2 separate regions of the Mus musculus genome follow, and region 1 is linked to region 2. A link is a contact called in public ChIA-PET data. All regions are on one chromosome and are shown on one strand. The core of a region is the stretch at or near the end of the contact, and the rest is flanking DNA. Distances in the headings are between cores, read along the strand shown.

The links. ChIA-PET counts read pairs in DNA pulled down with a chosen protein or histone mark.
Region 1: a contact with region 2 is called in an ESRRG ChIA-PET map of liver, with 6 times the contacts expected there. The contact joins two enhancer-like sites. A contact is called at or near these places in 6 of 484 Hi-C or Micro-C datasets (the G1E-ER4 cell line, bone marrow-derived dendritic cells, bone marrow-derived macrophages and 3 more), 9 of 115 datasets of contacts at active chromatin or transcription factors (embryonic fibroblasts, embryonic stem cells, epiblast stem cells and 3 more) and 1 of 9 other capture datasets (embryonic stem cells).

Annotation. Positions count from the first base shown.
Region 1 is chr17:45,993,139-45,996,949 of GRCm38.p6, forward strand. No RefSeq gene overlaps it. Among named protein-coding and RNA genes, the nearest start is that of Vegfa, 37 kb to the right of the region's middle. Within about 2 kb of position 1,578, at least 27 of the 459 cell types and tissues checked have an H3K27ac peak or open chromatin away from gene starts, as enhancers often do. A contact at or near this core is called in intestinal villus epithelium and liver, where this site is marked.
Region 2 is chr17:45,867,383-45,871,130 of GRCm38.p6, forward strand. No RefSeq gene overlaps it. Among named protein-coding and RNA genes, the nearest start is that of 4930542M03Rik, 12 kb to the right of the region's middle. Within about 2 kb of position 2,434, at least 19 of the 459 cell types and tissues checked have an H3K27ac peak or open chromatin away from gene starts, as enhancers often do. A contact at or near this core is called in intestinal villus epithelium and liver, where this site is marked.

The DNA of each region.
Region 1 (3,811 bases), core at 328-2,827, 120 kb after region 2:
GCACGAGTGCACGCATGCACGCACGCACGAACACACACACACACACACACACACGAGGTAGCGTTGAGAATGATTGTACCCCTCCCCCACATGCACACCTGGGCTCATGTACCTGAAGGCACATATGTGGGGAGATAGTACAGTGTGTGTCATGTCAGCCTGGCCACTTGAGTTTTAGCCTGCATCTCCTTGGTGTGGTTCCTTGTGCTAGGTAGAAGCTACTCTCAGAATGAAGGTAGAAAGGTTTTATTTATTTTCCTTATTCTGCTGTTGCATTTTTGAGACAGGATCTTGCCATGTCACCCAGACTGGCCTAGAACTCATTGGCAATTCTTTTGCCCCTGTTTTAGTGCTGGGATTGCAAGTGGGCACCAAACAGCACACCTAGCTCAAGAAAAAATTTTGTTCGCTTTTGAGACAGGATCTCTCAATATGTGTGTGATCTTGGCTGTCCTGAGACTCACTGCAGTAGACTAGGCTGCATTTGAGCTCACAAAGATCTGCCTGCCTCTGCACACTTAGTGCTGGCATTAGAGAGGTGCCACCATGCCCAGCTTCTAGCAATATTTTGACTTGAACCCCCAACAGACTTGTGATGAGCCTTCTAGGTCAAAAGCTGAGGCCAGCCAGGAGGTAACTCATCCTTCCCACGGTCTACTTTCTTGTTGAGGTCATTTTGTCTGTCCCTTCATCTCCTCCAGGCCTGTCAGAGCCCTGGCTCTGACTATAGAGAGGTGATGAGCATAGCAATGTGGGCAGGGGCTGATGGCCCAGCCTGGCTTAGTTCAGACCTGCTAGATTCTTACTGGGAGGAAGAGGAGGGAATGTGGGCTGGATGTGGTAAATCTCGAAAGATTCCTAGAAGATCAAGTGAGCTAGTTTAGTGGGGGACATTGGAGGGACAAGGCCCATTACAGCTGTCAAAAGGTTGAAAGAAATACCTTTGTCACAAGGCTACAGAATATGCCCGGCACCCGTGAAGGAGTTTCTTGATGTCACTGTTAGTCTTTGTCACCTTGCTTCCCAAAACTAGAGGAGCAGAGATGAAGGATAGAAGAAAGATTCGGCCCTAAGATAGAACCCCACTTCCCATTAGCCTGGGAGTCACCCGCCTCCATGGTGGGCATCCGTCGCCTGGCATGATTTTTCTTCTGAATGCTCTCCTGTCAGAGCTGGGGGGCAGCATCCGAGACTTTACTCTCTCTCGCTGAGCTCACTGGGCTCTTTGCCATTAAAGATACAGAATCTTCTTTATGGCTCCAGGCCAGAGCTGCATGGTAGAGACAGCCCCGAGGGGATGAGATTCAAGGACGAGACCTCCAGCCTCTCCTTAGGAGCAGGCTACAGCTCTGTCACCTCCTTATAACCATCTACCCACTCATCTTCATACATGCCGCCATCGGGGTCTGGCAGTGACCCAATGTGTAATTATTAATTATTAACTCTCAAGAGGCATGGGCTCTTTAAGGCTGCCATGGGAAGAGATGTCAAAATCACCCCATTGGACTTTGTGCCTTTGGGCTGGCAGGGCAACAAGGCCTGGGAGCACTGCTAGAGGCCCGCCCCGAGGGCAAGGGCAGCTGCTGCACCGCCTCTGCACAGCTGCCCGGTGAAGGGAGGTGGGGGTTGTAACACAGTGGCCCATCAGAGTTCCAGAGCCACGCTCTCTCCCTAGACACCCTCTCTGCATAATAACTGGGCCATGCTCACACCCAACCTCCCTCTAACAAGACTCACAGTCTCATGTTTCTGGTGCCCACCTGTCACTGTGAAGCAGGGGAACCTTGGCAAGGAGGGACATCCCAGCTGTGTCAAGTGCCCATTTCAGAGCCTCAGGTACTGGGTTGGCACAAAAGGCTCAGGGCTAGTGAAGACAAGCAGCAGAGGTGCAGTCTGTGAGAGAGTGCAAGCTAGGTACCAATCCCCAGAGTCACAGCAGAGCCTCGGTGGGTGCCTTGCTTCAGCTCTGAGCCCCACACATCTGTCTACAGGGGAAGGGGTTGTCACTGTCAGCCAGTATTTTAGTTCTGACAACTCCATGGAGCAGGATGGAGAAGGGCATGGAAGGACGACCAGGAAGGTCTTGGATAACTGAGATGGACTTACGCTCTCTCAACAAAAAGTTCGAATAAGGGTTTAGCAAGGGTTCCAGGGCCACTATCTCTCTGGGAAGTCTTCTCTGATATCCTGACCTCAAGCTCCAGAATTTAGGTGCACCTCTGGCAGATGAGACATTCCTTATACCACCTCCACCTTCAGCTCTATCAAGCACAGCATCTGATACATTAGAGGCACATAGCAAACAGCTTGGGAGAGAATACACAAGTGACTGTCAACTGGTTTTGATGACCAAGTCTGTACAGAAAGAAATCCCAGGTCTGAGATGTGGTGTGTGGGATTGACCAAAGAGGTAGGAGCTAAGCTCTTTCACCAAAAAAGTGAATCATCTTGTAAGAACAACCGACCACAGCCCACCCCTGCCTCTTTTGTCCAGATCCCATAGTCTGGTAAGCATCCAACAGTGTGCAGGTACCAGGGCAAGCATTAGTGGGCAACATGGAGAATTAGAAGACTCTGTCTCTCACTGGCTTGAACACAACCATCTGAAATCATCTGAGAGGATCAGTAAAGAAATCAAGATCATATCAACAAAACAATGGGAATGCAGATATGTAGACAGTAGGGAAGACGTTTTCTCAAGGGGATTCCCAGAGGAGGAGAGCTCTCAACCATAGAACCCAGAATACCACTCCCACCTATCCATTTATTCACTCAAATATTTACCTAACCATCATCCATCATCATCAACCCATCCAACTACCTACCAGTCTGCCCAGCTACCCAGCTACTCATCCTCCCAACCTTCCATCTTTCTGGCCATCTTCCTAGCCACCCATCTACCCCTCCATCCAACCATCTACCTACACCTATCCATTCATCCTTTCATCTGTCCAACTACCCATCATCCATTCATCTATCCATTCATCTACCGGCCCACCAACCATCAATCCATCTATCCTCACTCATCTATCTGTCCAACAATTCAAACACCCATGAATCTACCCGCAAATCCATCCATCATACCACTTACCCAACCATTCATCTATCCTTCCAAACACCCAGCCATTCATATATCTGCTCATCTACTGACCTATTTAACCATCAGTCCAGCCATCCCTCTATCTATCTATTCATCCATTCATCTACCACCCATCCAATCTGCCACTCAACAGATTCACTTTTCGTCTTTCCACCAACCAACCCATCCAGCCATGCATACATCCACCCATCTACCCACTCACACAACTCATTTACCCTTCCAACCAACCAACCAACCAATCTTCACCTACCTATCTATTCACCCATCAATCCAAACACCCATCTGTCCATATCTACCTACTCATCCAACCATCCATCACCACCTGCTCATCCCACTAACCCAGAGAGCCATTCATGTATGTATCCACAAACACGCACCCACCCCTCTACTTATTTATTTGCACCCAACCACCCACCTATCTATGATCCATCCATTCCTCCATCCAGTGAAACAAACATTATGAAAAGACAGGCCCTGAGAATATGTTGGCAAATGAACACCATCTTTCTCTCAGCGTCCCTTGGGCTTTACTGGATAGCCAGCATCTAAGCTCAGGTGGCCATGCAATCTGAGATAATACCTGAAAACTATATCTCACCAGTCAGAAATAGTAATGAGGAATGCCTCAAGATGGTCAGTCTTACAGGATCTGCCCCAACCCAAACACACCCCAAAATCTGCCAGCATCGCTTCTCCCGGAACAACAAGTGC
Region 2 (3,748 bases), core at 1,184-3,683:
GCAGGCACAGTCAGCTCCCTCTGGAGACCAACAGTACAATCCCTCTGCTTCCTGTCAGAGTTCTCACAGCTGTCCGAGGTTGGAAGTGGAGCTCCCTCCTCATGTCCTCAGCTAGCCTGAACTGGCTGCAGACAGAGCGTGACTCGGTCATCTCTGTGGTCCTAGCATCTGCTAGGGAAAGCTCTGGGATGTGGACTGGCTCTGTGGATGCGCACTGCCCACTTCTGTCCCCGCACGGACCACGGGGACCTAGACAATGGTGGGCCCCGTGGCATGGCACACAGCAGGCACTTCAGAGACTTGAAGGAGATATGAGGACTGGGAGGGCAGTGACTGATGCTGGATTCCAAAGGGCTTGGCTCCTAGACGAAGAACAGAAGGAAAGAAGAGAAGAGGTAGCAGATGCTAAGGGAGTGAGGGGCGAGGCCTGAGGGAAACCAGTGTTGGCTGTGGGCTCTCCTGTCCTCAGCCCAGGTAGCCCCAGCTCACTCACTCACATCTGTATTCAGACTGGAGCTCCTTGTCAGACTGCCTGGGCTCGGCTCCTTCCTTGCTCCCTTGAGTCTTCCAGGGAGTCTTAGCCTTCTGAGCAGCTGTTGGAAAGCTCTGGGTGGGTGGGGCGGGGTTCTTCCTTTTTTTTTTTTTTTTTTTTTTTCCCAGATAGAAGGTCAAGTACAAGGCGGGAGGCCACTTGATCCAGAGTCTTCTCCAGCCTCAGTGTCTGAATCTGTAAAGTAGGAGATGATAATCCAAGAGACTCTGTGAGGTTCCATATTCAGTCCTGGAATGGGGGCCAGCTGCTTGGTCAGTTCTCTGCACATATGGTCCCTCCCCTCTTTCCTTGCTATCCTCCCTGTTGTCCCATGGGGCTGTCACCAGCAGGTTCCAGGAGTATTGACCTGTTGTTTATTGTTATTGTTGGGCTTTTTTTCTCTTGTTGTTTGTTTGTTTGTTTAAATGCATTCCCTAAACAAATGAGAAGTCCTAGAGTTGGCTGTGCAGGAGGCCTTAGCTTAAGAGAGAGAGGGATCAGGACTATGAAGCTAGAAAAGGATGCAGCTTGGGAAAGAATTGGTACAGAAGCTGTGCAAGAAGGAGCAGAGTTCAGGATGAAACAAGAGGCCCCAAAGTTAAGCAAGAGAAAGGACTTCCCAGGACCAAGGGAGAAACCAACAGTCTGAGAACTGAAGCTTGGGAAGGCTTGGGTTGCCAGAGGTCTTTTGAGCTCATCTGCTTGGAGCGTTTCAAAGTGTTCACCTGGTTGTGTGGCCACAGCACTGAGCTCAGAACCTAGGTGGCAAGCACCGTCAAGTCCCTTTGTAGCATAGGAGGAAACAAAGTTCTGAATGATCATGGGAATGGCCAAAGGTTGCCTGGTAGAGGGGTGGAGGTGGGGCCTGGAGCCAGACTTTCCCTACCCTCTGCTGAGGGCTAGCTAGTTGGCATATTTCATTTATTTATTTATTCATTCATTCATTCATTCATTCATTCATTGCCTCCTTCATGCTAGGTAAACGGTCTCTGCCTCCCCACGGTGTCTGCAGAGTTTTACAGTTTCATGCTAGCTTCTTTGCTCTGTTAAGGAAACTACGGGAGATGGAGGAAGGGGACCCTGTGAAACTCTGTGGCCGGCCCGCATCTGTCCCTGCAGAAATGTGGAGGTCCATGGAGCAGATTCTCTCCCAGACACGACACGATGGACAGGCAGAAGGGGGCTGGGCCTGAACTGTTCCTGGGCTGCCTTCCATCAGAGGCTGCAGCCTTCCTGACCCCATCTGGGCGGCCACCCTGTCTCAGTATGGCCAGATTCTCCTTAGTCTCCCCCAACCAGGCCCATCTCTGCCTTACTCCCAGCCCACAAACAACATATTGTTGACAATCCTCAGGGGCCAAACACTTGATAAGATGGTCCCCACCACACCAGACATCCTGACAGCAGGCTGTGCTCTGCGCTCTGATGGCGGATGCTTTGAATACATCATCCTGTCAAACAAGTTTATTATTCTTTCACTCAAGATAAACTACAGCCGCCAACGAGGGGCTGTATAAATTCCAGGCTCAGAAGTGGAGCAAGCCCCCTCCCTGCTGAACACACACACACACACACACACACATACACACACACACACACACACAAATCCTGCTGAGAAAAAGCCATCACCACCTCCCACAGTCTTGGTTCCTTAAGGATCTCTGGGGGACTCAGTAGCTCTGTCTCATGGGGTGGTCCCAGGAGCAGCTGCAGACACCGAGAAACCCGAGGTACCCTTGGGCTGCTTGCCTGCTTGCTTGCAGGCCTGAGCTGACTTCCTCCGGGGTCCAGGGAAGGTCCCTCCCCGGGAGCCAGCTGTCCTCCCCAGGGTCAAGCCTGGCCTCTTGACTTTTGGACTTCTGTCTGCCCAGGCTGCAACCCTCGTGGGTGGCCAGAGCAGCCACAGGTCACGCCAGGCTTGTGGGGACAAGGCCAGCATTCAAACTCAAGCCTAGCTAACCAGTCCTCATGGAATCTGACCCCACGGAGCCTTCGTGAGCCGTCAGCAGGCTGGAGAGGTGGCTTGGCAGGTAGTGTGCCTGCTGAGCAAGTGCCAGGGTCTGAATCTGAGCTCCAGAACCCACCCGGAAGAGCCAGTCATGGGGGGACACGTTTGTAGTCTCAGCACAGAGGTGGTAGGGATAGGCAGGTGGCTGGGGGCACAAGCAGCTAGCCTAGCTGACTTGATGTGGTCCAGGTAACTAGTGAGAGACTACATCTTAAAATACAAGGCAATGACTGACCCTCAAGGTTGTTCTCTGCCTTTCACGTATATTCAGACACATAAGTACTCACACATGCACACATGCACTCCCCCCGCCCCCCCCCCCCGCAGCCCCGAATATGCACACAGCTTACAGTCAGTATCTGGGAGGTGGGTGGGTGGGGGAAGGAGCTCTATAAACCCCACACCCACATCCAGAACAGAACCCTTGCGCCCAGAATTCAAACCTGGATCTTGGCCCTGGGGAACCTAACGAGCTTCAGTCTTGCTGTGTGGCCCAATAGGGTTTAGCATTAACAATAAAAGGAAACAAAGGGGACTTCGAGTGACAAAGAGGTGGCAGTAGAAAGCAATGGAGGTGACTTGAGCTTGGGGGACTCTACCCTCCAGTCTTTTGTTTCCTTATCCACTAGGTAGGGAGGGCGGCTTCTCTCCTGCTGACAGTCACAAGGCCTGGAGAAAGTCTGAGCCCTGTCTCTGTCACTCTCCCTACTCTCTGGTCAAAGGCCTTTACCGTCACCCCTGGCCCAAGTTTGCTTGTACCACTCTCTTCCTGAGGAAGAGACTACCATGACCTCAGCTCCTATGAAAGTGCCAGGCCCTCAATATATAAAATTGGTTGGATGGAAATAAGGCACTAAAAACTGTTCTCAATGCACAGTAGCCACCAATAGCTATTTGCTGTTGTCCCACAAGTTTCTGTGAATACATATGGATCTGTGGATCAAACATGGAGGGCTGGCGAGATGGATCATCAGGTTAAGGGGCTTGCAGCCAAGCTCCTTGCTCTCTGGTTTCCTGCCCCACCCAACAGAAGGGCCCACACCTGGTGTGTACCCTGCTTGCTGAGAAGGAAGCCCGGGATCAGATCTGCTGTTATTGTGGTTCTCCACTCCAAAGCAGACAGACAGACCCAAGGCCAGATGCCCGAGTGACGTCACAAAGTAAGGATCTCATGTCATCCTGACCCAGCAGAAAAGTGGTCACCTGCT